Regions from separate parts of the Arabidopsis thaliana genome. Here all the other regions are linked to region 3. The links are chromatin contacts, called in public capture Hi-C maps. All regions are on one chromosome and are shown on one strand. The core of a region is the stretch at or near the end of the contact, and the rest is flanking DNA. Distances in the headings are between cores, read along the strand shown. Region 1 holds the start of EP1 (receptor-like protein kinase-related family protein). Region 2 holds the start of AT4G22990 (Major Facilitator Superfamily with SPX (SYG1/Pho81/XPR1) domain-containing protein). Region 3 holds the start of AT4G23090.

What was found. Capture Hi-C pulls out chosen DNA fragments and counts their contacts.
Region 1: a capture Hi-C map of shoot shows a contact between it and region 3, with 5 times the contacts expected there. The contact joins the promoter of EP1 here to the promoter of AT4G23090 in region 3. A contact is called at or near these places in 1 of 26 Hi-C or Micro-C datasets (rosette leaf) and 2 of 3 other capture datasets (root and shoot).
Region 2: a capture Hi-C map of shoot shows a contact between it and region 3, with 9 times the contacts expected there. The contact joins the promoter of AT4G22990 here to the promoter of AT4G23090 in region 3. A contact is called at or near these places in 1 of 26 Hi-C or Micro-C datasets (rosette leaf) and 2 of 3 other capture datasets (root and shoot).

Annotation. Positions count from the first base shown.
Region 1 is chr4:12,132,841-12,136,411 of TAIR10.1, forward strand. EP1 (receptor-like protein kinase-related family protein) reads left to right here and starts at 2,133. Exons shown (of 1, transcript NM_118446.3): 1 at 2,133-3,571. The coding sequence starts at 2,365. The coding sequence ends at 3,162. It overlaps CRK8 (cysteine-rich RECEPTOR-like kinase), which reads left to right. Exons shown (of 9, transcript NM_001341577.1): 7 at 51-591; 8 at 683-833; 9 at 923-1,369. The coding sequence ends at 317.
Region 2 is chr4:12,050,171-12,053,954 of TAIR10.1, forward strand. It overlaps AT4G22990 (Major Facilitator Superfamily with SPX (SYG1/Pho81/XPR1) domain-containing protein), which reads right to left and starts at 1,721. Exons shown (of 11, transcript NM_001341571.1): 1 at 1,422-1,721; 2 at 1,184-1,247; 3 at 762-970; 4 at 569-689; 5 at 176-487; 6 at 1-104. The coding sequence starts at 814.
Region 3 is chr4:12,099,396-12,103,301 of TAIR10.1, forward strand. It overlaps AT4G23090, which reads right to left and starts at 2,088. Exons shown (of 6, transcript NM_001084965.1): 1 at 1,976-2,088; 2 at 1,797-1,855; 3 at 1,675-1,721; 4 at 1,457-1,579; 5 at 1,208-1,375; 6 at 996-1,112. The coding sequence starts at 2,088. The coding sequence ends at 996. It overlaps GSH1 (glutamate-cysteine ligase), which reads right to left. Exons shown (of 17, transcript NM_001203879.2): 17 at 2,740-2,912.

The DNA.
Region 1 (3,571 bases), core at 883-3,382, 33 kb after region 3:
TTCTTTGATTGGATAACGAGATGATGCTGATTAAAAAGTTAAACGGATAGGGTACATTTTCAAATGGGAAAGAAGTTGCGGTGAAGAGATTGTCGAAAAATTCAAGACAAGGCGAAGCGGAGTTCAAGACCGAGGTTGTTGTAGTTGCCAAGCTTCAACACAGAAATTTGGTTAGGCTTCTTGGATTTTCATTACAAGGAGAGGAAAGAATTTTGGTCTACGAGTATATGCCTAACAAAAGCCTTGATTGCTTACTATTTGGTCTGTTGCATTTCAATGATTCTTTGACCATTAATCTTGAAACTTGGGGTTGCTAATCTCAAGATTTAACTGTAATCCATGGATTTGCACAGACCCTACAAAGCAAACTCAGCTGGACTGGATGCAGCGATACAATATCATTGGAGGAATTGCTCGGGGGATTCTATATCTTCATCAAGATTCACGGCTCACAATCATACACCGTGACCTTAAAGCAAGTAACATTCTCCTAGATGCGGATATAAATCCGAAAATTGCAGATTTTGGAATGGCTAGGATCTTCGGATTGGACCAAACCCAGGATAACACAAGCCGAATAGTTGGTACCTAGTAAGTGTTCCACCTAACATCTCATACGTTAAAGTTTGTTGGAAATTTTATTTTGCCAACATATATACTAAAGTTTTGTTGTGGATTCCAGCGGTTACATGGCTCCCGAGTATGCGATGCATGGCCAATTCTCAATGAAATCTGATGTCTATAGCTTCGGAGTGTTAGTTCTTGAGATTATAAGTGGTAGGAAGAATAGTAGCTTCGACGAGTCAGACGGCGCACAAGACTTGCTCACACATGTAAGTTTTTAGGCAATCAATATATACCTCTCTTACATTACAACACGTAACGTTAGTAGCTAGAACTGATTTATTGATTGATATTCTAGACTTGGAGGCTTTGGACTAACAGAACAGCATTAGACCTCGTGGATCCACTTATAGCAAATAACTGCCAGAATAGCGAAGTGGTTCGATGCATCCATATCGGTCTTTTATGTGTTCAAGAAGATCCTGCAAAGCGTCCGACAATATCAACCGTTTTCATGATGCTCACTAGTAATACTGTGACCTTACCAGTGCCTCGGCAACCAGGGTTTTTCATTCAAAGTAGTCCCGTAAAGGACCCGACTGATTCAGATCAGTCTACCACGACCAAGTCTACTCCAGCATCTATTGACGATGAATTGATCACTGATTTATATCCGCGCTAAATATGATGTTTACCTTCACGGTTGTAATGAAGTTTAAGCATATATTTTCATATTTCTAGGTGTGATCAACCCAATAAATTGTTTAGTTTTGATTTGGTTTGTTAAAACCATATGTGTACTTTGTTTTGATTTTTTATTAAAGAATAATTAGATATGGAGAGAAATGAGAAATGGAGAGAACACTTAGAATGTTGGCAATTGGCATTAAAGTTTGGTCCATTCTAAAAATTTGGCCAATCCAAAATCTGTAACTTTGGATTTCATTTCAGCGTCTATGAGGATATTACCTGCTTTGAAGTCACAATGTCTGATTGAGAGTCGTGAATGATGAAGATATATAATCGCTTTAGCAATACCTCCAATGATCTTGTACCTTCTGATTTGGGAACAGAGGGAAAACAGAGTAATGTGGGAAGGTGATTTACATGATTTGTAAAAGTAGTAAAATAAATGAAATGTGAAACCATCTAGCACGTCAAAGTTTTTTCTTTTCTTACTTTGTTATAAACTAACTAACTAATACAATTTTTTGAAAGTCAAAGTCACCTATATGATGAACATCAACTTTTATTGTTATTCAAATGTTAGACTAAAACACGTGGAAGTGACAACCAGAGAAAATAGATTTATAAATTTTCTATGTTTTGACGTCTATCAATCTATTTCCGAGAAAAATATGGGTTGGAATTGAATATTATTGAAGTGAGGTTGATGATTATTCCGCTTGGCGCCGAGACTTTGGGTCAAAAAGACAGCACAGTTAAAGTTCCTTACCAGACAAGTAACAAACGAACAGTTATAAGTTAAAACAATAATTTCACAACCCTAGTTTATTCAGTTTGTAGCCCTAATTAATTTTCTTACTCAAAAAGTTTAGTTTCACTAAATTATTGTCGAGATATCAGTTGCTTGTAATCTTATTCATAAAACAAAATAGGTTATTTCAACAAGGCCTTTTCCAATAATTTGACTTTTGTTGTTAATAAAAAGGAATGACATAAAAAAAAATCGTTTACATTGACTTTGATTGATGACTTATGGTCGTCACAAACTATTCACGTTAATAAATGGAAGCTGCATGATGTGAAACTCAAATCAACGAAGTCGAAAAAAACACCATGTCTTCTCTGATCTCTTTTATCTTCCTTTTCCTTTTCTCATTCCTCACTAGCTTCAAAGCTTCCGCTCAAGATCCTTTTTACTTAAATCATTATTGTCCAAATACGACAACTTACTCAAGATTCAGCACTTACTCCACCAATCTCAGAACCCTTTTGTCCTCTTTTGCTTCCCGCAACGCCTCTTACTCCACCGGATTCCAGAACGTCACGGTGGGACAAACCCCCGACCTGGTCACCGGACTTTTCCTCTGCCGCGGAGACCTCTCGCCGGAAGTTTGCAGTAACTGCGTTGCCTTCTCCGTTGACGAAGCGTTAACTAGGTGTCCAAGTCAGAGAGAAGCTGTGTTCTATTACGAGGAGTGTATACTCAGATACTCTGACAAGAATATTCTATCGACGGCCATTACAAACGAAGGAGAATTTATCTTGAGTAACACCAACACTATTTCTCCTAATCAAAGTCAAATAAACCAGTTTATAGTTTTGGTGCAATCTAATATGAACCAAGCTGCCATGGAAGCAGCCAACAGTTCTAGAAAATTCTCTACGATAAAGACCGAATTGACCGAACTCCAGACTTTGTACGGGCTTGTTCAATGCACTCCTGATCTTACAAGTCAAGACTGTTTGAGATGTCTGACAAGATCCATCAATAGAATGCCACTTTCTAGAATTGGAGCAAGACAGTTTTGGCCAAGTTGTAATTCAAGGTACGAGCTTTACTCGTTCTACAACGAAACTACCATTGGAACACCATCTCCACCACCACCACCGTCGCCAAGCAGAGCAAATTGATGTGCTGCTTTTTACGTCGAAGTTTTGGCCAAGTTGTAATTCGTTTTGCTCTGCTTTACAAATTGACGTGTTGCTTTTTCTCTGCGTTTAAAATTGGTATCATCGAAATAAAGTAACTCAGTTTCTTACAATCAAAGAGATAAGGATTGTGAAGCAGCTAATGAGTCTTCTTATTTTGTCTTTACTTCAGTCTTCTCGTCTTTGATAGTGAATTGCTCATCTAGCTTTCTTAATCTTAGACTTGGTCAATGTTTTGGCTTTTCTCATACTAAACCAATTAATACATAAAATATTTAATTTATTTTCTATTACAATTATCTAGATATTTTTAGCTACACGTGATTGAAACGTGTCTCAAGCTACACCAACGCTCTTCCTCACAAACTGAATTCGTCGTCGATAGTGGTTG
Region 2 (3,784 bases), core at 471-2,970, 50 kb before region 3:
TGAAGAGGAAGAACTGGTTGATCATAAATCGATAAGTAGCTTCCTTGATTGTTTTGAAGCTCATGAAGGTTGCGAGATACGGCTCCAACAACAGCTCCAAGGCCCTATAACTCAACGTTAGGCTTGGAAAAAGAAGGATACATAGTCATTTGTTTCATCTTAAGACTTAACTTACCACATGTCTAAAGACTTGCTGGAGTTCAGAGTAAGGATGGTTAGCTCTAGTCTTGACATAATAGTTTGTGAATCGATAACCAAACCGTTTGTCAAATTTCTTCAGTATCTTACGGATACCAATAGCATTCATCTCAACGAAAAACAAAAGCTTGAGAAGATCTTGCCCAACAGCTCTATACTCTTCCTTTAGATAAGACATGTGGGATATGTCTGGCTGCTCCTGGAGAGCATCGTGTGATCCCCTTAGTGTCTGTAGCCTGCTTGCAAGCAACCCTTGTTGCTCCAACATGAAAAGAGCGATTTTCTCGATCTAGTATGCATTCATTTTCAAAATTAGCTTTTTATAAAGCTCCACACTTTTATCTTCACAGACACTAAAGGTTGTTGTTACCTGATTATCAAGCATCCTTGAGAAATCTTTAAGAACATGACGGCGCTCAAGATTGCCTCCTTCTAATTGGCGACTATATTGCTTCACTTTCTTCTTCATCAATTTGTAATTGATATAATATCTACAAGCGATCATGATTAACATTAGGACAAACATTTTTACGAGTTTTTCGAAAAGTTTATCGAGAAATTACCCTTGCCATTCTTGAATGCTCCGTTCCTTGAGTTTTTTCCCGAAGGCTACCATCTTCTACACTGAAAGAAAGTCACAGAGAAGAATCAGAGATAAAAGAATGATCACATACACAAAACTTTTTGTAGAAAGGACTACCAGAAAAAGTCTTCCACCTTTCTATATCAATGAACTATGCAGTGACACTAAAGTTTACACTGAGACATGTTGCTACAAGAAAAAAAAGATTCGAGATTGATTGATGTGTTTCGAGATATATCAATATTCATGATTCAAGAGTGTTATGTGTTGATTTGGTCAACCAGATTCTCGGTTTCAGCTAAAGAGTCAAAATAATTCACACAATGAGAGAAAGGAGAAGTCAAAACTACACAAAACATTTACTTAATTGAAAAGTTAGAACATTCTGATAAATGTATGAACCTCTTATCTTCGTCGTTGCGTTCTTCTCCTAGTTCTTGATGAATTCAGATTCTGTTCAATCCAGCTAAGTAAAAAGCAAAAACACGACAAAATCGAAATGAGCGAAATCGCAATCGTAAACATCAAAGAGAACAGAGAAAAATCTTCTTAATTTGAAGAAAACCCCACAAATGAATTAAAGATTGAAACTTTAACAACCTCTGTGAACAAGAGACGAGAAAAATCTAGAGAATATTACCTCTAAAGTTCTCAGAGAGAAAGAGAGGTAGCCCAGATATTTCTATGTCGCAAAATTGTAAATTTTTGGGGCCGCTTTCTCTAAGCTCAGCAGATACATTAGAAATATTATTTTAATGAGAGTTGAATTGGGATACGGTGAGAAAGGAAACAAAATTGGAGAAGAAACCAAAAAAGGAAAGAAGAAGAATCAGAGAGTGGCTCTGTGTAATCACGTTCGAAGATTTTTATATACGGTTTATAAAGGAAGGAGGTGGAAGATAAGAGTTTGCTGCATCACTGTGCATTGTGGGGTCTATCTTCATTTGTCGGACCCTTTCTTCTGGTTATTGAGATAATGAATTATCTTGGTAATAGTGTACATTCTGTTAAATATGATTTTCATGACGGCAAAATAAATTCAGAAAATCTCATTCTCTATATATTACAGAATAATAAAACTGAATTTGGCATCAAGAGGTGTAGTATCACATATTGAAGAAGATAGACAAGTTTGAATATTAGCTTCACGAAAAAGAAAAGAAAAAAGATAGATATAAGTATTATGCAAAGTTATTAAATAATTTTGTTTCTTTTTCAATATTTTTCAATCTTTCTTTTCTAAATGTAAAACATAAGTAAATGTTTTTACATGATTTGTCTCCTTTCCTAGTATAGAATCTAATCTACAATCTGAAGAAGATGGTATGGCCTAGTATCCCTTTTTGGTTTTGGCATACCTGAAGCGTAATGTCATGTGGTGTAATGCTTTACTCTAATTACCCTTACTCTACTCTTTTGTTTTACAACTTAGATGACTCTCTAGTTAGATAATCTAATCTTGTAAGTGGTAAAAGTGTGTGTCAAACTTTGAAAGTGGATGTTCTTCCACTGTTGTATCGTTTACAACTGCTGTTTTTAATTAAAAGGGTAATACTTATGAGAAAAAAAAAGAATCTAATCTACATAATCGTGTGTTGCTAGCTCGTCCATTTACTAATTGTCTGATGGGAATATAGATGAAACCGAGGTTATGGCATGGGATTTCACGGGAGACGTATTCTTCTTTCTTCACATTATTTGTCGGATTGAGCATGTGTTATGACATGAGTAAACGAATCAGAGCATCTTCAAGACAATTAGGGTGTGTCACTTTGAAGATTTTCCAGACGTTCAAATATGATTTAGACCATACGACTAATTTTATTAATTTTGGTCAAAACAAATAGAAAGATTTAGTGAACCGTGTCTCATGAAAGATTTGCGGTTTTAATAAACGATCTTTATAGCGAGCCCAACGCTCTATGGTGTGGAAGCTCATAACTTATGCTTGAGTTTTTCTCAAGTTCTTAAGAAGACCAATATTGATTTATATATCAAAATGAATTCTATAATAAATGTTTTATTCTCTAAAAAGTATTTTCATTTTGTTTTTGGTCCATTCATTTTTGAAAAATAATCGTTTCAAGCATATATACCTTTCTAATCCCAACAAATATAGACATCAATTCATGACCATATGGTCCATGAGTTTCTTACTTTCTTGTTGTCATGTCGTCATTCTTAGACATCTCTTTTATTTTATTATAAGTGGCAGAAAAGAAAGAAGAACATCTCTGGTTACTACTCTTTTTTTTTTTTTTTTACAATTTATAAGAATTATATGTGCCATTGGTTTTCACGTGGTCGGTCTTGTATGCACCAGGGTGCATGAATGGGAAACGTGGTCCCGTGCGGCACGGGCCGTGCCTCCATTATGGCATTATGTAAAACTAAGGATGATGATCTATAAACCTCAAAAATCAAGTTCTCTTGTGCATGCAACAAGTGTCAAATACTTTATGTGATTTTCACACGAACTTTCCTGTCCATATAAAGTAGTACGAAATACAAGAGCAAAACTAATTATAGAGCAAAACATACATGTATGGCATTAATTTCACAACCCTGAAGACATATATGCATATGTGTGTTTGAGTTGATTTACATTTTCTCAAGAATTCACACGTATAATATTGGATTTGAATTCGAAAAATGATGTGATCAAACGCGTCTGACAGAATAAAATGTGATACAATTAACTTCTCTGGCTCGTATAACAACGGTCCTACTCCAATTAATGTAGTTACTGGCCAGTGGTGCCGAGGTACATAATTAAATAAATTCATATATGTAAACTATTTGGTTTCATAAACCACCTTTGAAAGATTTTAGTGGGTCCTCAATTATAAAGTTTAGTTGAAAATCTCTTATTTCTAAATTAGGCGAGAAAATAATACAATAATACAACAGTTTTAGTAAAGTATCTCACACAGTAGCCCCTATTATATCATCACGTGGACAATTTGCTAACGTGACCATCCAATGAGTAAAACATATCATCAC
Region 3 (3,906 bases), core at 838-3,337:
ATAAGTTTATGTGATTTTGTTGTCACTAGTGATGTTAAACTAGGCCTTAAGCATGCGGGTCCAAACATGTAATTATGAAACTTCAAACCAACAGTAACACTTGGTTGTAAAAACGTTTTTTTTTTTGTTTTAATTGAATAAAATTTCATATTCATTTAGAAAGAAATAACTTATCACGTTGAAGAGGAAGTGTCTTCTTGGTAAGTTGGGTGGGCTGTGAACTTCGGTTTCACAAATGACAATTTGCCAAGCGAAGATCATAAGCCCTTAGACATAAAAGAGCACTGCCAGCAAATAATAAGTGACGTAATGTTAATGATTGAAAGTTCTATTTGATCAAAAAACAGGGAGCGGCCATCTATTTATTTTTACTTGGTTTAGCATTGTAAAGATCATTTTTAAAGAATTTGATATTATTTTTGATTAAAAATCTTATACCATTGGGTTTGAAATATTAACAAGACTACAAGAGTCTAACACATCCCATTATAAATCAATCTTTTTCTTCTTCTTCCAGGTATTGTACACTATAGAGAACTTGTTCTGTAATCAATATTCTGAAAATCTCTTATGTAGCATATATAGTTTCTTTCGCTTCCGTAAGTTCCTATTGTTAATTTGGTATGGATACTATATCCTATATTTTAGATTTTAATTCTCGCTGCAAATGCTCAATGAAATGCAGGTTGATGTTAAACTGCTCCAAGAATCCAATCAAAAAGGTATTGTAATCTAGTAGCTAGCAAAAGCATTAAACGTAACTTTCCCAAGTTGTTGATGACAAAGATTCCCAAGTCATCAACCGTATTAGTTTCCCATACCACATCTCATCTCAACATCAAGGTAATATTATTATTTTTATTGATTTATTAGTCAAATATGAGAAAGCAAACAACTATGTTTTATATCATTCTGTAAGTAATAATAAGTTGTTGCTTCCTATTACTTATTCTGTTTTTGCAGCCATCTCTAGGTTAAATTTTATAGAGTATCTATTATCCAGCAGGTGCTTGTGCTAATGCTACTCCATTAACTCGTACCCGTTCTCTCGGTGCACCTGGTGCATCCGGTTGAAATATTGACCCCGGTCCGCAAACAAAAAAAACATCCACCTACAATGTGTTTCAAGAAGTATTGAGAGTTTTTGGTATCAATAAATCTAAAAGAATCTATTGAGATATATAATGGTAAAAAGAGTCAACAACACCTCAACATCTCCGAAAGCAAAAAGTTGATATGCAATAGCAACACTTGGTGAAACACCTGAAAGGGAGACGTGAAGTATTCCGTTGGGACGACTAGAATGTACAGCAACACCTACATCAGTGAGCATCGGTTGGAACCATCCACTCAAGTAAAGTATTCTCCCAATACCCTATATATAGCCAAGCAGAATCAGAGAAACAATTGGAAACTAAAAAAGCTTCTATTGAATGATTAAGACTAAAACACTTACCATGCGGTTTCCTCGGATTGGTAACGACACCAAGTTGGCTCGTGAAACGCATCCCCTCCCTGACAAGATGTAGACTGCCTGACGAGAAGCCCTAGAAATATATGCCAGTACACTGACAATTTCCTGTTGGTCGAGGTTCAAAACATCTCTTTTAGAAAACTCAAGAGGAGAAGAAGTTGTATGGAAACAGAACTAATGGAGGAAAATAAACTACTTACGGCTCCATGCGGGATCACTAGGATTCTGCGTGCGGTGGGTGGTGACACTACAAAGAGGTGAAAATGACATTTTCAAGATCCCTCAAAGAAACCCTAATTTTGAAGATTGGAAATATACTTACGAGGAGGCGGCATATTACCCAATTGAATCACCTGCTCTCCTTGGCCATTACCATTTTCTCTGTGATGATTGAAGAAAAAGAGATCATTATATATATTGTTTAGATTCAAGACTCCAAGATTGATAAATACAAGAAAATATAAATTGTAAATAAGAAAGAAGAAGAAGAAGAAAACAGACGTTGTTGGCTGATCCACTGTAATCGAAGAGTTCTCGCTCATGTTTTTCCAAATCGTTAACTTAAGCGGAAAGAAAGAAATTGAAGTATGGAGGAATGTTGCCTCAATCGGCATTTATAAGTAAATCAATCAAAAGTAGAAACAGTGAGAAGGGGAAATATATTTAGGCTAGTGAAGAAACTAATTAAAGAGTTGCTTTCTAATTTTCTACACAATAAATATTTTGCACGGATGCAAATTTGACTATCCTTTGTTTGACTGTTTTCATAGTATATCTGAGAAAATGTTCAACCTAATAAATATTTAGAAGTCAAATAAGTTTTTATCCAATTCTATTAATAGGAAAACGGATGACAACCTCCTGGATCATTTCTTAGTATTTGTCATCACTCTTCCCCTGAATCATTGATCAACCTGACAACCTCTATACCAATTCAAAAGATTGTCTCCCATTTGAACTAATATTTTCATATACATGAAAAATCCTATTACTGTAGCCAAGGCACTTTTGAAGCTAATGATCAGGTAGGAGAAGTGATTTCAACCCACTGTTGTAATACATGATTGCATAATCAAAACCAATCTATGGAATCCACATTTGAAATATTTTGGCCCGTTTTAAAATATTTTTTTGGTAACGTTTTTTAACGGATTTTTGATTTCTGCAAATTTTGGCGCGCTTTCCACTTTCAAACTGAATTTTTGAAAGAATCTAAATGGCATGCGATCATAATTAACACTTTTTAAGATGTAAGATCCTTCATATTTCATAACCATAATTAATTTGATAGACAATAAATGATTGCATAATGTTCCACTGTTGTGATAGATGATTGCATAATCAAAACCAATCTATGGGACAAAGCCACATTTGAATTATTTTACAGATCTATACGACATATTCGAACTTAAAAAAAAAACAATAAAAACAAACAAAACTCAGTCGTTTTTAAAGCCAGTCGCTAGTTATAGTCGCAGCGACACTTAAACGAACCGGCCCGAAGTCTCTCATAAAAATTGCGATTGCGTTTACATGTTTACCTAATATATTAAATTCCAATTTAAATGAAAGAAATCAATTTTAATCAATTTCCTTTTTAGCAAATTGTTTTGATTTTTTATTTTTTTTTGGTTGCCATAGACGACATTTGTTAGGTTGTTTCAAATATTGGACTTAAATTTTAAAATTGAAAACAAGCAAGGTTATGTGAAAAAGCAATTGGTTTACAGTTTAAGGTTTAGGAAAAATAAGACTAGAAGCAGATTAAAAACATTTGATCTCAAAAACTAGAAACGTGCCAAATTAAAGTATCAACGAAATACATGGAGATTTTAAAAATTATGATCTCTTATGTAGATTACAGTTTTAACGGACATAAAAACGTTGACGTAACATACATGAATGAAAGGTGGGTATATTAATTAGGTAAGGCAGTGTGTGGACTGTGGAGACTCGGTTTTTCTCACTCTCATCAGTCATCACTCATCATTTTGTAGGGACGCCTTGGTAGGGTTTACATATTATCCTGTCACCTAAGTGCCACTATCTTCTTGTTTTACGATAATTACCGACGGCCAGGATCATCGTGTTGTAATCAGTTTAGTTTACGCGGAGTCTGGTGGATTCAATTATGAAAGCAGTGTTCTTCACTAGCCAAAACCTATTAAAGGAAAAGCTCGTAAATGTCTACATCGAAGATGCTCTCCCATTTAGAAAAAAACATACATTGCCAAATTACTAAACATCAAAACTTTCCACTACACAGCCTAGATTATCCCATCCGTCGCCTTTGCCTTGAAATCAGTTTTGAGTTATTTCGTTAAATGTAGACAAATTTGTGACAAGAAAAATGGGTAATTTATTCAAGATCCAAACACACCCTCCCAAACGATTTCCCACACCGAAATCGTTTAGTACATACAATTTTTCTT